2 separate regions of the Callithrix jacchus genome follow, and region 2 is linked to region 1. The links are chromatin contacts, called in public Hi-C maps. All regions are on one chromosome and are shown on one strand. The core of a region is the stretch at or near the end of the contact, and the rest is flanking DNA. Distances in the headings are between cores, read along the strand shown. Region 1 has its middle 17 kb from the start of MMP24. Region 2 holds the start of TRPC4AP (transient receptor potential cation channel subfamily C member 4 associated protein).

Evidence for each region. A called contact is a pair of places that touch in the nucleus more often than the background predicts.
Region 2: a Hi-C map of induced pluripotent stem cells shows a contact between it and region 1, with 2.5 times the contacts expected there. The contact joins the promoter of TRPC4AP here to the enhancer-like site in region 1. A contact is called at or near these places in 3 of 3 Hi-C or Micro-C datasets (induced pluripotent stem cells and skeletal muscle).

Annotation. Positions count from the first base shown.
Region 1 is chr5:4,106,957-4,111,407 of calJac240_pri, reverse strand. No RefSeq gene overlaps it. Among named protein-coding and RNA genes, the nearest start is that of MMP24, 17 kb to the right of the region's middle. Within about 2 kb of position 2,752, at least 6 of the 16 cell types and tissues checked have an H3K27ac peak or open chromatin away from gene starts, as enhancers often do.
Region 2 is chr5:4,218,249-4,222,896 of calJac240_pri, reverse strand. It overlaps TRPC4AP (transient receptor potential cation channel subfamily C member 4 associated protein), which reads right to left and starts at 1,562. Exons shown (of 20, transcript XM_078371060.1): 1 at 770-1,562. The coding sequence starts at 1,219.

The sequences.
Region 1 (4,451 bases), core at 1,503-4,002:
GAGAAAAGAAAAAACAAAGAAAACCATATGGATTGGAAATAGAGAAATAAAAGTATCCCTGTTAGTAGCCAACATGATTGTTTATGTAGAAAATCCTGTTAAATCACAGGACACAAAGTCATAGTATAGGAGAAAAAAACTGTTTCTATATACCAGGAATGAACAATTGGAAAACAAAACTAAACATCATTTATAGTAGCTCCAAAATAATGAAATACTTTAAGGATAAATCTAGCAAAATATATGCAGAATCTTTACACTGAAAACTACAAAACACTGATGAAAGAAATTGAGGAAGACCTAAATAAATGGAGAGCTATAACACGTTTACTGACCGGAAGGCTCAATTTTGTTAAGATGTCAGCTCTCGCCGGGTTGATATAAAGATTCACACAATCCCGATAAAAATTCTAGCAGGATTTTTTTTTTTTGGTAGATATTAACAAGTTGATTCTAAAATTTACACAGAAAGGCAAAGGAATTGGAAAGCTAAAACAATCTTGGAAAAGTAGAACAATGTTGGAGAACTCACACTATCTGACTTCAAGACATATTATACTGATACACTAATAAAGAACTACAGTCTTGGCAAAAGGATAGACACATAGATTAATAGAATAGAGTCCAGAAATAGAGTGACACCAAAATGCCCAATTGATTTTTCTACAAAGATCCAAAGGCAATTCAATGGAAAAAGGTTGTCTTTTTTAAGAAATGATGCTGGCCGGACACAGTGGCTCACACCTGTAATCCCAGCACTTTAGGAGGCCAAAGCAGGCAGATCACAAGGTCACGAGTTTGAGACCAGTCTGGCCAACATGGTGAAACCCCATCTCTACTAAAAATACAAAAATTAGTTGGGTGTGGTGGTGGGTGCCTGTAATCCCAGCTACTCAGGAGGCTGAGGCAGGAGAATCACTTGAACCTGGGAGGCAGAGGTTGCAGTGAGCCAAGATCATGCTACTGCACTCCAACCTGGGTGACAGAGCAAGACTCAGTCTCAAAAAATAAAAATAAATAAATAAAATAAATGGTGCTGGATGGGCCAGGCATGGTGGGTCATGTCTGTAATACCAGCACTTTGGGAGGCCAAGGTGGGCGGATCACCTGAGGTCAGTAGGTTCAAGACCAGCCTGGCCAAATTGGTGAAACTCCATCTCTACTAAAAATACAAAAATTAGCCTGACATGGTGGCACAATCCCAGCTACTCTGGAGGCTGAGGCAGGAGAATTGCTTGAACCTAGGAGGCAGAGGTTGCAGTGAGCTGAGGTGGTACCACTGCACTCCAGCCTGGACAGGTGATAGAGCGAGACTCTGTCTCAAAAAAAAAAAGATGCTGGAACAACGGGACTTTCATAGGCAAAAATGGAAACCTTGACCTATACCACATACCTTGTATTTAACAAATTTAGTTGAAGTGGATCATAGACCTAAATATAAACTCATGAAACTTTTAGAAAAAAGCATAAAAGAAAAACTTTTGTCACTTTGGGTTAGGCAGAGTTCTTAGATGCAACATTAAAGCACAGTTTATAAAAGGAAAATTGAATAAATTAGATTTCATCAAAACTAAATTTTTTTGTCAAAAGGCATTGACAAGCAATAACCTTGGAGAAAATATTTGCAAATTACATTTCTTTCTGTTTTGTTTTTTTGAGATGGGGATTTGCTCTTGTCACCCAGGCTGGATTGCAATGGTGCGATCTCGGCTCACTGCAACTTCCTCCTCCCAGGTTCAAGTGTCTCCTGCCTCAGCCTCCCCAGTAGCTGATATTACAGGTATCCACCACCCAGCCTGGCTAATTTTTGTGTTTTTAGTAGAGATGGAGTTTCACCGTGTTGACCAGGCTGGTCTTAAACTCCTGACCTCAAGTGATCCCTCCCAAATTTGGCCTCCCAAAGTGCTGGGATTACAAGTGTGAGCCACTTCAACCTTGGCCTCCCAAAGTGCTGGATTACAGGTGTGAGCCACTGCACCCAGTCGCAAATCACATTTCTAACAAAGGACTTGAATACACAATTTATTTTTTAATATGTTTTCTAATTTTTATTTTGTTTTATTTGTGGTAGAGACAGACTCTTGCTATGTTGCCCAGGCTGGAGTGCAGAGGTACGATCTTGGCTCACTGCAACCTCTGCCTCCCAGGTTCAAGCGATTCTCTGGCCTCAGCCTCCTGAGTAGCTGGGACTACAGGAGCACATCACCATGCCTGGCTGATTTTTGTATTTTTAGTAGAGATGGGGTTTCAACATGTTGGCCAGGTGGTCTCGAACCACTGACCTCAGGTGATCTGCCCACCTCAGCCTCCCAAAGTGCTAGGATTTCAGGAGTGAGCCACCGGGCCCGGCCAAGTTATGACTGTCTTCATTTCTATTAACCTTCCATTTCCTCTCCTTCCACAAATCCTAAACTTTATTATTTGGAACTTATAATTTCTGAGTAAGTTATTCCTTCTGTCTCAAGAGGGCACAATTCTTGTTATTGAGAGAGGTAAAATAATACTCTATCTGCCCTGGGCACTTTAAGTGAGAATCCGTTTATCGGGTTAACTGGCTGTCACTGTGGATGGCAGTGAGCACGCCTCTGAGTGGCCAGGACAGAGGACGGATGTGCTTTGATGGGAGAGAAGGGAAGGAAAAGCCGACAGCACCACGATGGGAAAATAGAGGCCAGAGGTAGAGGTAGAGACGGTGATCAGGGAGTGGAGATGCGAGCATGCCAAGGACATCCCGTGCTGACTTCACAGCGCTGGCTCTGGGCATAGGCCAGTCTCTTCCGGGAGCTTTCATTTTCTCTCTTCGGAATCTGTCAACTCTCTACTGCAATCTGTCTCACAGTCTAATAGCCAAAATCCTCTTCCTCTGTCTCTATTTATTCAACAAATATTTATCTTAAGTGACTCTATTCACACTCCCTCTTGTTTGTCCTGCAGTGAAGCCCTTTTACATCTGCTTATCTTTTCTGATCCAAGGAAAGGAAGGAGAATTAACCCTGACTTCCAGAGAAGGAAATAGTCTCAGAAAGGTTAAGTGATTTATCTCCAGTCGCCCTTTTAATACTGAGTACTGGACTCTTTCATGATCTATGTACTCTGCTGCCCCCTACCGTGAACATAGCAATAGGTGCTAAATAACAACACAACAGAACACCACACAATACTAAAGACTACATGACACTATAAATAGTGCTTACATTTGTTCATTTAACAAATATTTGGCTAGGAGCAGTGGCTCACACCTGTAATCCCAGCACTTTGGGAGGCCGAGGCGGCTGGATCACTTGAGGCCTGGAGTTCAAGACCAGCCTGGTCGACATGGTGAAACCCCACCTCTACTAAAAATACAAAAATTAGCTGGGTGTGGTGGCACAGGACTGTAATCCAAGCTACTTGGGAGGCTGAGGCAGGAGAATCACTTGAACCCAGGAGGCGGAGCTTGCAGCGAGCCAAGATCACGCCACTGCACTCCAGCCTGGGTGACAGAGTCAGACTCCATCCTTTAAAAAAAAAAAAAAAAAAAAAAAAGGAAAAAGTATAAGGGTATGCCTAGTCTGGAGGCTTAGGGAACTCTTACACAAAGGAGAATTCATAGAAATAAATTATTGGTTGGCTATGGGGGAGGTTAAAGTGATATCAAAAATGCCTTCCAGGTCTCTGGCATGAACAACTGGGCAGATAAAGTACAATTACTAAGTCGGGGAAGCCTAGAGGAAGAAGATATTTTGAATGGAAAGAATATGAACTTGGCTGTGGCTTTTTGCAGTTTGGGAATCCCATGAGATATTAAGGTATAGATGTGGCGTAAGCAATTGGATTTAGGAGCTTGGGAGCAAGGTCTATGCTAGAAATATAAATTTGGGAGTTGTTGGGATACAGACTGTATTTGAAACTGTGGTAATGGATGAAATATCTTAGTGGGAAAATAATAGAAAGAGTAGAAGGCTTATAACTTCCCTGAGAAACTCCAGCATTTAAAAGGTGAACTGGAAGAGATGGAGCTAGCAAAAACTTAGGATAAGGGGCCAAGGAGAGGAAAATCAGAAATGTGCGATCACCCCAAAGTCAGGGGAAGTGTATTTCAAAAAGGAGACTGGTCAGCTGTGGTGGTGATTACCAAAAAATCAAGTACAGGTTGGGGGCGGTGGCTCACACCTGTAATCCCAGCACTTTGGGAGGCCAAGGCAGGTGGATCACAAGGTGAGGAGTTTGAAACCAGCCTGGCCAACGTGGTGAAACCCCATCACTACTAAAAATACAAAAATTAGCCAGGTGTGGTGGCAGGCTCCTGTAATCCCAGCTACTGGGGAGGCTGGGACAGAAGAATGGCTTGAACCTGGGAGGCAGAGGTTGCAGTGAGCCAAGATGGTGCCATTGCACTCCAGCCTGGGCAGCGAAGAGTGTAACTCCGTCTCGTTTTCTTGGTCTACAATGATTTTCTTGGTCTGCCTGGT
Region 2 (4,648 bases), core at 313-2,812, 110 kb before region 1:
AAGGTTGGTTACTAATTCTCATCTTCATCTTACAAGTGAGGAAACTAAGGCACAGAAAGGTAACCTGCCCAACCAAGAGAGAGGAGCAGGGCTTTGAACCCAGGCCTGACTCCAGAGTCCCTCTTAACCATGACGCTCTACATTGGCAAACCAGATCCAGTCTCTGCACCCGCTGGAAGTCAGCCTAATGTGGGAGACAGGCGAGAAAAAGGCAGACAACAAAGAAATATGAAATTATAGACTAAGAAAGTAACGTAAACGAAACCAATGCGCGGCTGTGACAGAATAACAACGGGGACCTACTTTAGAAAGGAGGAAGAGAGAGTGTCAAGGAAAGGCCTGAGAAAATGACATTTATGATAACGCTTGGGAACCGTCTGGGGGCTGCAATGATGACCCCCTCCCCCACGCCCAATACACGGGAGAAACTCGAGGCCCATAGAGACTAAAACAAACTCGCCAGGGTCTCCCAGACATGCAGACGTGGCGCAAGGGAGGGAGGATCCAGAAACCGGGCCCAGGGTTCGTACACGCCATCAGTGCCCACAGCAGCCCAGCCCCGCTCGGCTACTGACAAGGGACATCAAGCCAGCTGCTTTCCACGGCCCCGCTGCAGCTGAGAGCGTCCGGGCAGCTCACAGGGAGGCCTTGCGGCCAGCCAAGGGGGGTCTGGCCTGTCCAGCGGCGGCCTGGAAAGGCCTCTTTCCCGGTCCCTGGCCAGCTCCCGCCTGGTCCGCCCCGCCCCGCCCCTCCTGGGCCAGCCTCGTACCTGCACTGCCCGGACCAGACCCCGGCCGGTCAGCTGGCCCTGCCGCAGCTGCAACAGAATGTTCCCGGGCCGCGGCCGGCCGCCCCATCCGCCCCAAGCCGCTACTGTGGCTGCCGACCGTCTGCCTCGGCCGGCTCCGGACCCTGCCACTGCCGGCGCCGCCGCCATGTCTCCTCGTCCGACAAACAGGAAGCAAGCGGCCTCGGGGCCCAGGAGATTTCTACGGGGCGGCGGAGGGGTCGCCGCAGCGCCCCCAGCGGGCCGTCGGCGGAGGCGCAAGCCGCGTGGCACGAACAGTGCGCGTCGTGGGGGCTGCTGGGAAATGTAGTCCTGCGCGGCAGCGGGGCCGGTGGGAAAAAAGATAAGGTCTTTCCGGTACCTCCGGTTTCTCTGGCCCCCGGGCCCAGCATTCAGGCTGAATCTCCCGAGGTCTGAGATCAGTCCCTGCATGCGCACTCTCCCATTTCTCCCCTTCTGTTTGGGGAGGATGCAGGCAGCTGGCTAAGAAATGATCCTGGGCTTCAGGTCAGGAGTCAGGCCCTCGAATCTGATTCTGGCCTGCTTCTCTCTGCCTGTGACTCGCCGCGGACCTCGACCAAGTCATCGCACTCTGCTCCTGCCCCTCAGTGTCCTCATCAGGTCACTCCAGCTATAGGTCCTGGGATCCTGATCAGTCAATCAGTAGTTCCTGGGGCTTTCTTTGCACCCGACACTGAACCATGTCTGGGGAAAGGTGGGGTGTCTGGGATACAGCGGTGAGCAGAACGGCCTAGAACTCTTTATCACGAAATGCAGGTCACAGGGGAAAACAGCAGAAAGAAATGCACAGACTCAAACTGGATAAGTTGTGTAACTGGATAGGTTGTTGTGAAATTAAATGATGGAAGGCAAAGGGTTTAGTAAGTTGTGACATCACATTCTCTGTCAAAGGGAAACCCTGTCCTACTTTCTATCCACCAGATAGCCTGTTGTCTCTACCATGAGCCCACATATTCATTCTTTAAGCTAACTTCTGTGGCAAGATGGCTCTGACTCCTTGCACCCAATGCACACACAATTTTTCCCTTTCTAGCAAGGGGCTTGCCATAAAAATGAAAGAGGGCCAGGCGCGGTGGCTCACGCCTGTAATCCCAGCACTTTGGGAGGCCGAGGTGGGTGGATTGCCTGAGCTCAGGAGTTCGAGACCAGCCTGGGCAACAAGGGGAAATCCCGTCTCTACTAAAATACAAAAAATTAGCCTGGCGTGGCGGCGTGCACCTGTAGTCCCGGTTGCTCCGGAGGTTGAGGCAGGAGAATTGCAAGAATCCGGGAGGCAGAGGTTGCAGTGAGCCAACCACTGCACTCCAGACAGAGCGAGACTCCGTCTCAAATAAAAAAAAAAAAAAAGTGGGGGGGGGGAGCTAAGTGTGATGTAAGAGGGAATGGTGAAGATTGTGACTCAACTAAGATGGCTGTAAATAATTGCTCAGACCAAACACTTTAAAGAATGAAAAGACACAATAAATAATTACATCTGGACAGTAGGCATAAAAGGGACTCTCCCAGGTGAACTGGCACTCTGGTTACCATCCTCACGCCCCATCTAAAAGGAGTGGTCTCACCATCCTTCTTTATAGAACTAGAAAGAAAAAATTCTAAAATTCATATGGAACCAAAAAACAGCCTGCATAGCCAAAGCAAGAATAAGCAAAAAGAATAAATCTGAGGCCAAGCGCAGTGGCTTGTGCCTGTAATCCCAGCACTGGGAGGCTGAGGCAGGTGGATCATCTGAGGTTGGGAGTTTGAGACCAGCCTGACCAATATGGAGAAACCTCGTCTCTACTAAAAATACAAAAATTAGCCGGATGTGGTGGCACATGCCTGTAATCACAGCTACTTGGGAGGCTGAGGCAGGAGAATCGCTTGAACCCAGGAGGGTTGCCATGAGCCGAGATCGCGCCATTGCACTCCACCCTGGGCAGCAAGAGCAAAACTCTGTCTCAATAAATAAATAAATAAATAAATAAGAATAAATCTGGAGGCATCACATTACCTGACTTCAAACTATACTATAAGGCCATAGTCACCCAAACAACATGGTACTGGTATAAAAATAGGCACATAGATTAATGGAACAAAATAGAGAACACAGAAATAAAGCCAAATACTTTTAGCCAACTGATCTTCCACAAAGCAAACAAAAACATAAAGTGGGGAAATGACATCCTTTTCAACAAATGGTGATAACTGGCAAGCCACAAGATAAAACTGGATCCTCATCTCTCACCTTATACAAAAATAAACTCAGCTGGGGGCAGTGGCTCACACCTGTATCCCAGCACTTTGGGAAGCCAAGGCAGGCAGATCACTTGAGGTCAGGAGTTGAAGACCAGCCTGGCCAACATAGTGAAACCCCACCTCTACTAAAAATACAAAAATTAGCTGGACATGGTGGTGGGCACCTGTAATCCCAGCTACTCAGGAGACTAAGGCAGGAGAATCACTCGAACCCAGGAGGCAGAGGCTGCAGTGAGCCATGATCATGCCACTGCACTCCAGCCTGGGCAACAGAGACTCCACCTCAAAAAAATAATAGTAATAATAATAATAAACTCAAAATGAATCAAGGACTTTTAATCTAAGACCTGAAACCATAAAAATTCTAGAAGATAACATTGGAAAAACCCTTCCAGACATTGGCTTAGGCAAATACTTCATGACCAAGAATCCAAAAGCAAATGCAACAAAAACAAAGATAAATAGATGAGACTTAAATAAACTAAATTAATTAAACTAAATTAAAATTAGCAAAAAAAAAAAAAAAACAATCAGCAGAGTAAACAGACAACCTACAGAGTGGGAGAAAATCTTACATCCAACAGAGGACTAATATCTAGAATCTACAAGGAACTCAAACAAATCAGCAAGAAAAAAGCAATCTCATCAAAAAGTGGGCTAAGGGCAGGAAGAGACAGTTCTCAAAAGAAGATATACAAATGGCCAACAAACATGAAAAAACTCTCAACATCACTAACAATCAGGGAAATGCAGATCAAAACCACAATGCCATACCACCCTACTCCTGCAAGAATGACCATAGTCAAAAAATAATAGAAGTCGGCGTGGATGTGGTGAAAAGGGAACACTCACACTGCTGGTGGGAATATAAACTAGTACAACCACTATGGAAAACAGTATGGAGATTTGTAAAGAACTGAAAGTAGAACTACCATTTGATCCACAATCCTACTACTGGGTGTCTACCCAGAGGAAAATAAGTCATTATTCAAAAAAGATACTAGCACATGCATGTTTATAGCAGCACAATCCACAATTGCAAAAATATGGAACTAGCCCAAATGTCCATTATCACTGAGTGGACAAAGAACTTGTGGTATGTATGGCTGGGCACAGTGGCTCACGCCTGTAATCCCAGCACTTTGGGAGGCTGAGACAGGTGGATCACAAGGTCAGAAGATCGAGACCATCCTGGTCAACATGGTGAAACCCTGTATCTACTAAAAATACAAAAAAATTAGCTGGGCGTGGTGGCACACGCCTGTAGTCCCAGCTACTCGGGAGGCTGAGGCAGGAGAACTGCTTGAACCCAGGAGGTGGAGATTGCAGTGAGCCCAGATCGTGCCACTGCACTCCAGCCTGGGCAACAGTGCAGAGTAAACAGAGTCTCAAAAAAAAAAAAAGAGAGAGAAATAAATTGTAGTGTGTATATACCATAGAATACTACTCAGCCATAAAAAGGAACAAATAATGGCATTTACAGCAACCTGGAGACCATTATTATTATTATTATTTTTGAGATGGAGTCTCACTCTGTCACCTAGGCTGGAGTGCAGTGGCACGATCTTGACTCAATACAACCTCTGCCTCTCGAATTCAAGC